Linked DNA regions of Mus musculus: all the other regions are linked to region 3. The links are chromatin contacts, called in public Hi-C and HiChIP or PLAC-seq maps. All regions are on one chromosome and are shown on one strand. The core of a region is the stretch at or near the end of the contact, and the rest is flanking DNA. Distances in the headings are between cores, read along the strand shown.

Region 1 (4,201 bases), core at 282-2,781, 930 kb after region 3:
TGAGCATTGTGGGAGGTGGATAGCATATGGTTTGGTGATTCAGTGCATGTGAAGCAATGATGATGACTCTGGATACAGGTGAATAGATGTTGTTTTCCTTAAAGAATGCACAGGAGTGTGTGACGGGGCAGAGCTGGCTTTGAAGAGTAGATGACGATTATATCATCTATTATTGACAATCTCTCACTCTTGGGTGATGCTCAACGTGGTGTGTAGAGGAATCTAAGGAAAGAATGCTTCTGCAGAGTGGGGCATTTATGTGAGAGAGGACACTGGAGATGTTATTCTCCAAGAAAATACACTATATTGATCACTGAAATTAGAAAAATTACATTTTTAAAAATAGAATCACAACTTCATTCCTGTTAACTTGTCGACTTTCTGTCATAGCCTATACTCTGATCTACAGAAGAGAAAAGTCATAGTCTGAGTAACTGCCCAACTTTGACTTCAGTATGTGTCAAAGTTGCTTTGGCTTAGTAAAGTCCCATGCTCACTTTTGCTTCTGGGTCATTGTATACTTCATTATAGCTACTGCATCTAACCCTTTCATTCTCTATCCCTTCTTTCTTGACCTCAGGCCTCTTTCCTATTTATTTATGTTTCTCTTGTAGATTAGATTCTGACTCATTACCCTTTGTCCCAAGATGATATATGCTCCTCAGTTAGGACTCAGTTTTTGTTAAAGTTACAAACCAGCATTCAATGTAGTGCCCAACAATTACTACTTAATTAGCACATGTTAAATATTAAACATAGTTTAAGACATTGAACATGGAAGCTAGAGCTTAAAATCAAATATTCTCGAGGCTTCTTATGCATGTATCTGTTGCTTTACAACATACCAATGTGTCTCTTACTAGTTAAATACCAACAACCACATGTTCATGAATCAACTCCTCCTTGATAGCGGTTGACCAGTTTTCCTGCCATAGTGTTCTAACTTTAATTCTAGTGTTAATTTGAACAATATTCAGGCTACTAAGGCATTAGCAATTTTGCAATCTGTCCCCACATTAACTCTTCCACCACAACCTAATGATTTGTTTATTTAACTGAGGACTAATTTCCCCATTAGGGCCTATTAGCACCTCAAAATTGGCTTCGCCAGCCTGGTAAAAGCTGATGACTACCAACTATTAGTAGTTTGTTAGATCCTGTATAAAAACTTCAACAGAAGAGCTGCACACTTCAGGTTTATGGATTGATCTGGTTATAATGTTAGAGAGGGCAAAATCATCTTCTCAATTTCTCAAATGCATAGAGTTTTAAAGAAGTTTCTGGAATTCATCATTTCCCGAAGTGTGGGGGTCCTGTAAGTTCATCAAAGTAAATAAAAGAGGCCTACAATTATCTAATCACATGGATGTGTATCATAAAACTATTGAAACTGAATTCTAAGTCTTTTATGGCTAAAGTTAAGGGTGGATTGGCTATTGAATTTACTTTCTATTTTTCTAACATGTAGCTCTGTGCTTAAGAAGATGAAGAGGAAGTGAGAGGAAAGGAAAAAAAAACAGAACTGTTGACTGATGACCTTTTAAATGGATCAAAACAATCTATTTATATCCTCAGAGAACTGCTCCCTCATTTGACAGCATTTCTACCTCTTCATCATATGTGGCCTTTCTAAGCAATCCATTTTAATCCTGATCTAAATAAGGAAAGTAAATGCTGCTTAGGATCAAATTTACAGTCCAGCTAAATGAGAAATCCATTAGGTGGGATGCTCTGCAGAAGAGGTCTTACTGTGACCATCGTTTTCTCTTTCCTGGTATCAGCCCTGCCAGGTATCCATTGAGCTTAACACTCCTGCTAAGTGTATCATTTCCTCACCTATCAGTCCCTTATAGAGAGCTCAAGGAGAAAATCTCTTTGTACAAATATCTTTCCTGGAGCAAACTTCAGCATGACTCCAACAGATTGCAATCTTCTTGTGCTAATTGTTTTTATCACTAATATCATCACTATATGTATACAATCTAAAATGAATGGAAAATGGGACAGCATCTGCATGTTGTTGCATTATTATTTTCCACAACTAAAGCTTGTCTGAGGAAATTTCAGATTAAGTAAACAAAAGGAAAGCTCTTTTTTTTTTTTTTTTCTTTTTTTAAATCACTAACAATGTCTACCTCGGTTCCTTCTACTGTTAACAGGAAAAAACACCCAGGTGTAGACATTGAACTTGTATAGATTGGCTGGCCAGCCAGGTTTTATCTCACTAGGCTCCTGTTCTTAGAAACAGAGACAGCTGATGCTGCAGAGAAACCTTAGGTCACTGAGGTGAGGAAATCTCAAGTAGATTTCCTGGGTTGTATTTCTTTTCAAGTATTTGCTCAAAACGATCTTAAAGATTTTGAGCTTTTTATAGGTTCTTTCTTTTGGATCAGAAAATTATAAAACCATTGCAGTGTGCGTTGTCACCATAGACCATAGCTTTCTAAGCAAGACTCTCAAGAAAGCCGAGAGGCACTATAGGGAACAAAAAAGTCTGTGAAAAGGCATATCCAGGACTGTTATCTGGAAAACAGAGACTTCTGGTCCACCTAATTATAAGGAGAGGGCAATTAAAAATGAAATGTTAACAAAATCTATTAGGACTGAAGCACAGTTGGGCAAACAGTGCTATTTATTTGACAAATCTGATGAATAAATATGAAGCCAACCTCCTATATTAATGTGGATGGTGAATAATTTGATTGGAGTTATTAAGACCATTAAAACTGATTGCTTTAAGATTTGTTGTTATTCTGTTAGATTAAAAGATAAATCAATGTCAGCTTGTTCCTGGCCCTTTCCAACTAAATCAATCAATGACCGAGTGTCTGCCTTCTGTTTCCAGTCATTTAGATTTCATTTTCACAGGCTGATTTTTGTGCCCTTGAAGGTTCTATTAGCTGAATATATGTAGAATGTCTGACAATGGCACTTGTCTCATTATAGCTCTTGAAATTTTTCATTCAAAAATCATGGTGTCGCTTTGTGAGGTGGAATTGAGGCCCTGTACATCTTGAAACCACTTAGAAGAAATGTGTGAGTGATTCTTTTTTTTTTTTTTTTTTTTTTTTTTTTCCATTTTTTATTAGGTATTTTGCTCATTTACATTTGCAATGCTATACCAAAAGTCCCCCATAGCCACCCACCCCCTCTCCCCTACCCACCCACTCCCCTTTTATGGCCCTGGCGTTCCCCTGTACTGGGGCATATAAAGTTTGCCTGTCCAATGGGCCTCTCTTTCGAGTGATGGCCGACTAGGCCATCTTTTGATGCATATGCAGCTAGAGTCAAGAGCTCCGGGGTACTGGTTAGTTCATAATGTTGTTCCACCTATAGGGTTGCAGATCCCTTTAGCTTCTTTGGTACTTTCTCTAGCTCCTTCATTGGGGGCCATGTGATCCATCCAATAGCCGACTGTGAGCATCCACTTCTATGTTTGCTAGGCCCAGGCATACTCTGACAAGAGACAGCTATATCAGGGTCCTTTCAGCATAATCTTGCTAGTGTATGCAATGGTGTTAGCATTTGGAAGCTGATTATGGGATGGATCCCCGGATATGGTAGTGTCTACATGGTCCATCCTTTTATCTCAACTCCAAACTTTGTCTCTGTAACTCCTTCCAAGGGTGTTTTGCTCCCACTTCTAAGGAGGGGCATAGTGTTCACACTTCAGTCTTCATTTTTCTTGAGTTTCATGTGTTTAGGAAATTGTATCTTATATCTTGGGTATCTTAGGTTTTGGGCTAATATCCACTTATCAGTGAGTACATATTGTGTGAGTTCCTTTGTGAATGTGTTACCTCACTCAGGATGATGCCCTCCAGGTCCATCCATTTGGCCAGGAATTTCATAAATTCATTCTTTTTAATAGCTGAGTAGTACTCCATTGTGTAGATGTACCACATCTTCTGTATCCATTCCTCTGTTGAGGGGCATCTGGGTTCCTTCCAGCTTCTGGCTATTATAAATAAGGCTGCTATGAACATAGTGGAGCATGTGTCCTTCTTACCAGTTGGGGCATCTTCTGGATATATGCCCAGGAGAGGTATTGCTGGATCCTCCGGTAGTACTATATCCAGTTTTCTGAGGAACCGCCAGACTGATCTCCAGAGTGGTTGTACAAGCCTGCAATCCCACCAACAATGGAGGAGTGTTCCTCTTTCTCCACATCCACGCCAGCATCTGCTGTCACCTGAATTTT
Region 2 (4,091 bases), core at 366-2,865, 650 kb after region 3:
GAAATAATTAGTGGTTGCTGTTAATGATGTATAATGATCTCTGGAAATATTCGTCTATTTTGGATATGGTAGCTATATCTTAGCACTAGTGTATTGTGGGTAACAAACAGGTATTAACTTTGGCTCCTACTGCAGAAATGACTCAAGCAGTTGAATGTATAGGATCAAGCATCTCATTCAAACTCACAAAGAGAAAATGCTATGCTTCAGGGAAAGGTGGCCAGGTACCATATCTTTGTTGACAACACATATTTCAAAGGTAAAAATCTAAGGTCCTTCCAAGTGTATGTGTAGGATTTCAGAGTTTCTTCACTTTAGGTGCTATAAAGAAAGGTAAATGTTTTACATACGAAATGTGCTACCTGTTGCCTTCAACACACATCTGCCATAGTTAACACATATATGAATGTGACCCAACACTTTTATAGAGGACTATTTCCTGTCACAATAACAAAAAGTTAGACAAGACCAGCACTGTGTAATGTCAACACCATTTGCTCTTCCTGCATGAACTCTGAGAACTCCTACTTAGAGTTATTGACCAGAATAAGTAGCTAGTTGGATAACCCAGGTTCAATAGTTTTGTGGCGTGTTGAGGCTGTGCCTTGTTTGGATTAATTTTGCTAATCTGTCATCACATAGTAACTGAAGCTGTGCATCATGGTGTTTTCTATAATGTTATGTAAAATCTCGGATGTGGAAGAAGCAGAGATTTTCCCATCTGCCCACATTTGAGATGTGTGGGAGCAAATGCCAAGACGTATATATCTATTAGAGGATTAAAAAAAAGTAACAAAACATGTGGTCATATTGTTAAATGTATTCTGGGGCTATGGTATTTTTTTTTACAAGCGTAGCCTTATCATTGAGCAAACCTTTGGATCTGATTTTTGAAGCAGAGATGAAGTTTTCTGTTACATAGGAAGAAAACCACTGTGGGAAGTCAACTTTATTGTCCACAAAATCAAAGCAATAAAATTCAAAAAGTGTTTTCTTTTCTTGAGTTGTTAAAATTCATAACTTCCAAAAACAGCACATTTTTTATTTTTCTCCTCTCAGAGTTCACCAAGTAAGACAGACTGTGCTGGGCCATTACTGTTCTCATCAGTTTAGATTTATATGATGCATACACCCAAGTGAACATCTGGACAGTTAGTGAATACATTTCATTTGAAGGTCCTTGTAGCATGTCTTTTTTTCCCCTGTATATAGAACACCCCTTTGGAAAACAACATAAATAGGAAGATAACATTCAGCTCAAGAGAAATATTTTTAAAAGTAAGAATTACTAGAAACAGGATTATTGAGAAATTTTATTACACACAATAAAGGTATAAGCAGGATCATAAAGCACCCTAAGGATATAAAATGTGCTGACAATTTGGGCTTTATCTTGCATCCAGGAAGACAGTGAACTTGAACTCATTTGTGACTTCCAAGGCAACTAGCTGTAACCACAGTGTCTAGTGCCTCTCAGGCCCCAGAGGATATTTTTCAGCCTGGATAAGTATTTCATAGAGACATTTAAGCCAGGCGCTTTATGTAGTAGGATTGGTGATTCAGTGTATGGCATTTAACAGTGTGAGTCAGAATTAAATGGATGTCTCACTATTATAGTTGTGGAGCTAATGGAAGGGCCACCTCTCAGATGAGTCATTGAACACAGATCCTGCTCTGGGCCACTTACTAAAGCTTGTGCAATCATTTTCCCAACAGCGAAGATGATAACCTTGATGTTCTGCCCTTTGCAAGTTCAGATGATCAAGCTGCTCATCTCTGTGTTCCCCAAAATAGATCTGAGCTTCAAAACCACCCTTTGTCATCATTCATTATTCCTTCTTCCTTCCATGCTACGTCTTTATTCATTGCATGTAAAGATGCAATTACAGTGTTTTAACTCTTAATGCACTCGGGCATGAGTAAACTGCCCTTGGATTTATAACCCCACTTTGCTCCAAAAATATTTGAGGAAGCTTATAAAAGACACATGCCTGCTACAACTATCAAAGCAAGGACAAATGAATGTGATTATAAGCTATGTTAGGTCGAGAATGAATTTAGAGGCTAAAGATAGCTTCGGAAACTGAGCCTCTCTGAACTTCCTGATGTATCCTTTGGCTTGCTTTTTAAAGGTCAGTGTGTTATTTAGCATTTTTCATGTAGAATAAAAGCTAATGAAGGAAGCTAGCACCATTATTGAACATAGTTTATCAACCAGATTGAAAGTTTATTATTTTTATTGTTATTATTACCATTATTATAATTATTTGGCAGTTAATCAGAGTGGCATATGAGAGCTGATAAACAAGATAAGCCATCAAAGGACAGAAAACCAAACATTTGTCCTCGTTTTTAACTAGGTCACTGGTCAGCAGGGTGAAATGAATTATGTATTTCATGGGGTCTTACTGGGAAAACATAAGAGAACGGATGTTAATAGAATCTTAGTATTACTACGAGTATGGAAAAAATGTAGCTATTAGTACATGTATGGCCTGATATTTCTCTGAGGAATTGTAAAATATAGGTGGGAAGTAAGGTTTTAGCAGGCTACTCCATGTCCATCCCAAGTCGGCAATCTCAAAGTTGAACTCAATAGCAAAAGGGTACCTGAGGCCCTGATGTGTCTCTATCTCTGTCTATCTCTATCTCTCTTCTTTTTCTCCATGTCTAATTTATCTATCATCTATTATCTATCTATCTATCTATCTATCTATCTATCTATCTATCTATCTATCTATCTATGTATCATTAGGACTGATCTCTTCTTAACTTCTCAATTCCTTAAAAATTAATAGAAGAAGAAGAAAAGGAAAGAAGAAGAGCCGGGCATGGTGGCGCACGCCTTTAATCCCAGCACTCGGGAGGCAGGCAGATTTCTGAGTTTGAGGCCAGCCTGCTCTACAAAGTGAGTTCCAGGACAGCCAGGACTATAGAGAGAAACCCTGTCTCAAAAAAAAAAAAAAAAAAAAAAAAAAAAGTAGGGCTGGAGGTGTAACTCAGTTATAGAGTTCTTGCCTAAAGTGCACAAAGACTAGGTTCATAAAACTGGGCATGGTAGCATGTGCCTGGAATCTCAGCACTTTGGAGAAGTTGAGAGTAAGAGCTTATCATTGGCTACATAGTGAGTTTGAAGCAAGCTGGTTATATGAAAAGCTATCATGAACAGAAAGAAGGAAAGCAAGGAAGGAAGGAAGGAAAGAAGGGAAGGAGGGAGGGAGGGAGGGAGGGAGGGAGAGAGAGAGAGAGAGAGGAAGAAGAAGAAGAAGAAGAAGAAGAAGAAGAAGAAGAAGAAGAAGAAGAAGAAGAAGAAGAAGAAGAAGAAATGAAAAAGAAGTAAAGGAAGCACGGAGTAAGTTTAGAAACTGAGAAGAAAGGGGTAAGAATTATTGCCTAACTTTATAGCCGCATATATACTATTGGGAACTAAACATAGGACCTTAATCTTGGGCCCTTTAAAATTGATTTTATTATTTGACAGTTTCATACCTCTATATAATGTATTCTGCTGCTGTTTCCCCGACACCTCTTAACTTCTTTCCACCTCGCACCCATGCACATCCAGCTTCACCTCTATCAGTCACTTTCCCAGAGTGATGGTCGTGGTGTTATTTTGTGAGTCATTTTAGTTTAACCAGGGCCATCTGTGTGCCCATTAGATTGGAACTACCCGCTGGGGTTTAGTTGTGTCATTAGTGCACATGCGAAGGAAGACAGTGATTCCTCTCCTCTGTAAATCGTTCAGTAGCAAGTAGCTCTGGATTTAGGGGTATGGTCCCCTGGTCCCCTCCTGTGTCCATGTATGATTGCTAATACTCTCATTCTTATAAGTGCAATTATCAGTAGCTACTGTGCATTCCTGATTGTAATGGCTGTGTTCTGCAAGCAAATGTCATTTCATTTTCTTTTTTTTTCATTTTTTATTAGATATTTTATTTATTTACATTTCAAATGCTATCGCCTTTCCTAATTTCTCCTCGAAAGCCCCCTGTCCCCTCCCACTCCCCTGCTCACCAACCCACCCACTCCCACTTCCTGGCCCTGGCATTCCCCTGCACTGTGGCATAGAACCTTCACAGGACCAAGGGCCT
Region 3 (3,753 bases), core at 1,222-3,721:
CAAAAATAATATTAAGGTTGGATGTCACCACAACATGAGGAACTGTATTAAAGGGTCACAGCATTTGCTCTAGAAGATTGAGTTTGGTTTGCAGAACCCATGTCAGGTGGTTTATAACTGCCTGGAACTCTTGCTCCAAGGACCTCTGCTGCCCACACATGTAACTCACTCTCTCTCTCTCTCATATACACACACCTATGTACAACATATAAATACAAATTTTAAAAAGAAAAGAAGGTGATTTTAACTGAATGTAAAATACTGATATCTAAAAGAGGGTTGCTTTCCCTCCTAAGAGGTAATAGCAGGATCCACAGTGATTTATCTCAGTCACACATTTAATTAATATACATTCACTGTATTTAAGAATGGGTTTCATTGCAACATTGTTCTAAAAGTTGCATTTGCTTCTTTATTGTGTATGTATGTGCACATGGAGAAGTCTGAGGGCAATGATTTGGAGTCCTTTTTCTTCTATCACCATGTGGGTCCTCAGGACCAAATTCAGGTTTTCAGGTTGATTAGCAAGCATTTTACCCACTGAGCTACCCGACCAGCCCTCACTGTATTTGTAGACAAATGTATCATGTACTTGGAACATATACCTGTGTCATTTATATCTACAGAGGCATCAGAGTATATACATATATTTGCTTGGTTCACTTTTTGAAAACAAAACAAAACTTCTCTGAGTGCGATGCACGGATTTTCATTATGCTACCTCTTGTGAGTCTGCCACTGCCTCAGTTAAGGTTAGTGTGGATTCAGAACTCATCCAAGCACCAGAGGCATCATAGTGGTACTTCCAGTGAGAGTTGTTTCAAGCTTGTCTGCTCAGAACTTCATCTGCCACTAGTTTGCTCAGTTACCAAGTTTGGATGCTATGTCTCTCACATCTGCCTGTGTAGACTTGGTGAACCAAAATAGTTTTGTGTAGTCAGCAAATCCCAGCACCTTGCTATTTAGTCCATTTCAAGGGTGTTAATAAAATCCTGGAGAACACTGCTTTCCTATTGATTGCTGGCACGCCACTATTAACTCCTTTCTGTGTTGAGAGTGGGTCATTTACTCTTTCAGTCCCTCTATCTCTTAACCCACAGTTAACTCATGATTGACAGCCCTCTACCTCTTACCCAGTGTTTGTCAAGTTTCCTTAATAGTCTCTTGTGTGGGACTTTATCAAAAGCCCACTGAGAGTCTAAATAAATTAATCTACTACTTTCTCCCTATCTACCTTTTTGTTGCCTCCATAAAATCCTGTATTAAAAAACAAAACGTAACAAAACAAAGGTACATAAAGAAATAACAAACTCCAAATGTTCTCCTAGTATTGTATTTACTATTCTATCTATAATACTATATCTCTATTACTATTATATCTACAGCTACTTTTTCTTCCCTTAAAATTACTTTTCTGTAGGTGTCAATCCTGCCCGCCATTGAGCTTTTGCAAGCTATATTCTCCGACACATATTAATGATGCAATACCACTGGTAGGACTCGAGCTAGTTTTCAAAGTAAATAAATTCCAGTGGTTGGCTATTTCTGCCTGCAACCCTTTCTTGCTAACGCTTATTTATTTACCAGCTTGTCAAAAATTCCAGGGAAGTGAGTTTTTTTTCCAATACTTCTCTATATATATGGTTTAATAGATAAAATGTGTTGTCATGACTACGTTCTGGGAAAATATTTGAATTGCATTCGTTCTTCTTCAAAGGTTCCTCACCTTCAACAGAAAAGAAATGGAATTAAAGACAGCATGAGTGTGTATGATAAACAACATACCCCAAGTATTCCTTTGGTCTAACTGTAGGTCTGTTTTTGATGGTGCTATCAATGGTGGATGTTCCTCACTGAGTTGAGGCCATTGACCATGGTGGAAACATGAAGCACACTGAGGAGTGCTGTGGTTTGCATGGGGTCTGTATCCCAAAGGCTCTTGTCTTAGGGGCTTGGCATTCAGGCATGGTTGTGTAGAAGTAGTTTTTGTAATGATGGAAGGTGCTATGCAGACAATGGAGTGGGGGTGAGGGAGGAGTGTGATAGGGAGCCATTAACTGCCTTACCCAACAGCACACTCTACAAAGTACAGCAGCAACATGCCAGGCAAGACTTGCCCATTGGTGCAGTAGAGGAGCATGTCTTTTGGGTAAACAGCTGCTTGTGACTGGGTTTGCTTCACAGGAGGTACTCACACCAGGTCATCTAAACTTGGTCAAAAGCCCATGTGTGGGGAAGTTCTGGGTCCATGCAGAGAAGGTAGTGCTGTTGTTTTGCTAAATGGACTTAATATGCCTGATGAATTGCCTTCTGAATACCTGTGTTTATGTCTATAGATCAGAGCTGTCTCAGCTTTGGGCACAGCTTGGTTTGGCATTGGGAGGTTGTTACTCCAAGGTTCAGGTAGAAGAGGGATCAGAAGTGAGAGAGCCAGAGGAAGTGTTGCGAAATGCTGTCTTCCCAGTGTGATGCCTGGTGTTGTACTCTTGAACTCTCAGCAGCTGTGATTACCTGCACAAGATTGGACTGGTCGACTGTCCAGCATGGAGTGGGGGGTGGGGGGTGGGCAACATGAGGCTTTGCTGGTAAATTGCTCTGTGCTCCTGTAAACAACTCTAAATTAAACTCAGTGAGTCAGCGAGCAGTGAGACGAAAGCAAAACAAAAACCTACCCGAAAGTGGAAGAGGAACCAGATGGGAAGAGAAAGAAGATCGATAGGAGGGGGAGTGGCCAAGAGTAGAAGATAGGAGGTGAATATGATCTAAGTGTATTACAAAATGTGTGAAAATGTCATACTGAAACCATTATTATAGATAATATATGCTAAGTAAAAACTGAAAAATAAAAAGCTATGTAGGAAGTGTTAGGCCATCAGGAGCACAGGACAGCAGAGGACCAGGGATCTCATCTCCTATGAGAGTGAGTTGATAGAAAAGAACCAACTTGACCCCAGACTTTGTCTCTGGCTTTCCACTTTGATGTATAATCTCACCATGCACTTGTCTGCCATGATGGCATTCACCATGAGGTTATTTAGTTAGGGGAGCCTTGCCAGAGCTGACATATTGATTGTCACTCAGCTTCTGTAAACAGCAAGTGATAGAAATGCCTTTTCTTTAAAACATGGTGCCACTAGGGTTTTTTTGTTTATTTGTTTGGTTGGTTAGTTGGTTTTTTAAAGTAGTAATAGGGAACTAATATAGGAAATTACATATTGATATTTACATTTACATAGCTTTTGTGCTTCACAACTACCTTGTTATTATGATTTGATTATAAACTAACTGATTTAAGAAACACCCTTTGCCTTGGGCAATGGAGAATGGTACCCACCTGGGTTAGAATGTGAGCTTTCAGGTTTGCCTTCAAAGCCCTGTTTGTTCTTTCACACTGCTATTGTGTGCCTCTGTTCCTTTGAGCTGTGTGTGTGTTAAAGATTTAAGCAATTTTAAAAAATTATTTGTAGCATCTTATATACTATTGATTTCAAAGTCTCCTTAGAAGACATGAGGAGCTAAACGTGGAAGGGGACATATCCTTGTCCTATTGTATCTTATACCTGCCAAATCTTCCCTTCTTGAAGTGAAGGACATTTTCATTTCAGATTAATATTAAGACAACATAAAAAGAATTTTGCTCTCTGAGGCGAGCTTTTCGTCAACGTTTCAACAAACCATTTATACTTTTATCTTTTTTTTTTTCTACAAAAAAAAAAGTTTCCCTCATTTAAATTGTCACAGCTTGGGAGCCCT

The links. A called contact is a pair of places that touch in the nucleus more often than the background predicts. HiChIP or PLAC-seq counts read pairs in DNA pulled down with a chosen protein or histone mark.
Region 1: a Hi-C map of bone marrow-derived macrophages shows a contact between it and region 3, with 8 read pairs. The contact joins two enhancer-like sites. A contact is called at or near these places in 1 of 484 Hi-C or Micro-C datasets (bone marrow-derived macrophages), 1 of 115 datasets of contacts at active chromatin or transcription factors (microglia) and 1 of 9 other capture datasets (embryonic stem cells).
Region 2: a contact with region 3 is called in an H3K4me3 HiChIP or PLAC-seq map of bone marrow-derived macrophages, with 5 times the contacts expected there. The contact joins two enhancer-like sites. A contact is called at or near these places in 1 of 115 datasets of contacts at active chromatin or transcription factors (bone marrow-derived macrophages) and 1 of 9 other capture datasets (embryonic stem cells).

Annotation. Positions count from the first base shown.
Region 1 is chr10:16,749,066-16,753,266 of GRCm38.p6, reverse strand. No RefSeq gene overlaps it. Among named protein-coding and RNA genes, the nearest start is that of Gm20125, 340 kb to the left of the region's middle. Within about 2 kb of position 1,531, at least 13 of the 459 cell types and tissues checked have an H3K27ac peak or open chromatin away from gene starts, as enhancers often do. A contact at or near this core is called in bone marrow-derived macrophages, where this site is marked.
Region 2 is chr10:17,032,650-17,036,740 of GRCm38.p6, reverse strand. The region is part of intron 1 of Gm20125 (predicted gene, 20125); the gene reads left to right. Among named protein-coding and RNA genes, the nearest start is that of Gm20125, 61 kb to the left of the region's middle. Within about 2 kb of position 1,615, at least 51 of the 459 cell types and tissues checked have an H3K27ac peak or open chromatin away from gene starts, as enhancers often do. A contact at or near this core is called in bone marrow-derived macrophages, where this site is marked.
Region 3 is chr10:17,682,964-17,686,716 of GRCm38.p6, reverse strand. No RefSeq gene overlaps it. Among named protein-coding and RNA genes, the nearest start is that of Gm32543, 3.9 kb to the right of the region's middle. Within about 2 kb of position 2,471, at least 57 of the 459 cell types and tissues checked have an H3K27ac peak or open chromatin away from gene starts, as enhancers often do. A contact at or near this core is called in bone marrow-derived macrophages, where this site is marked.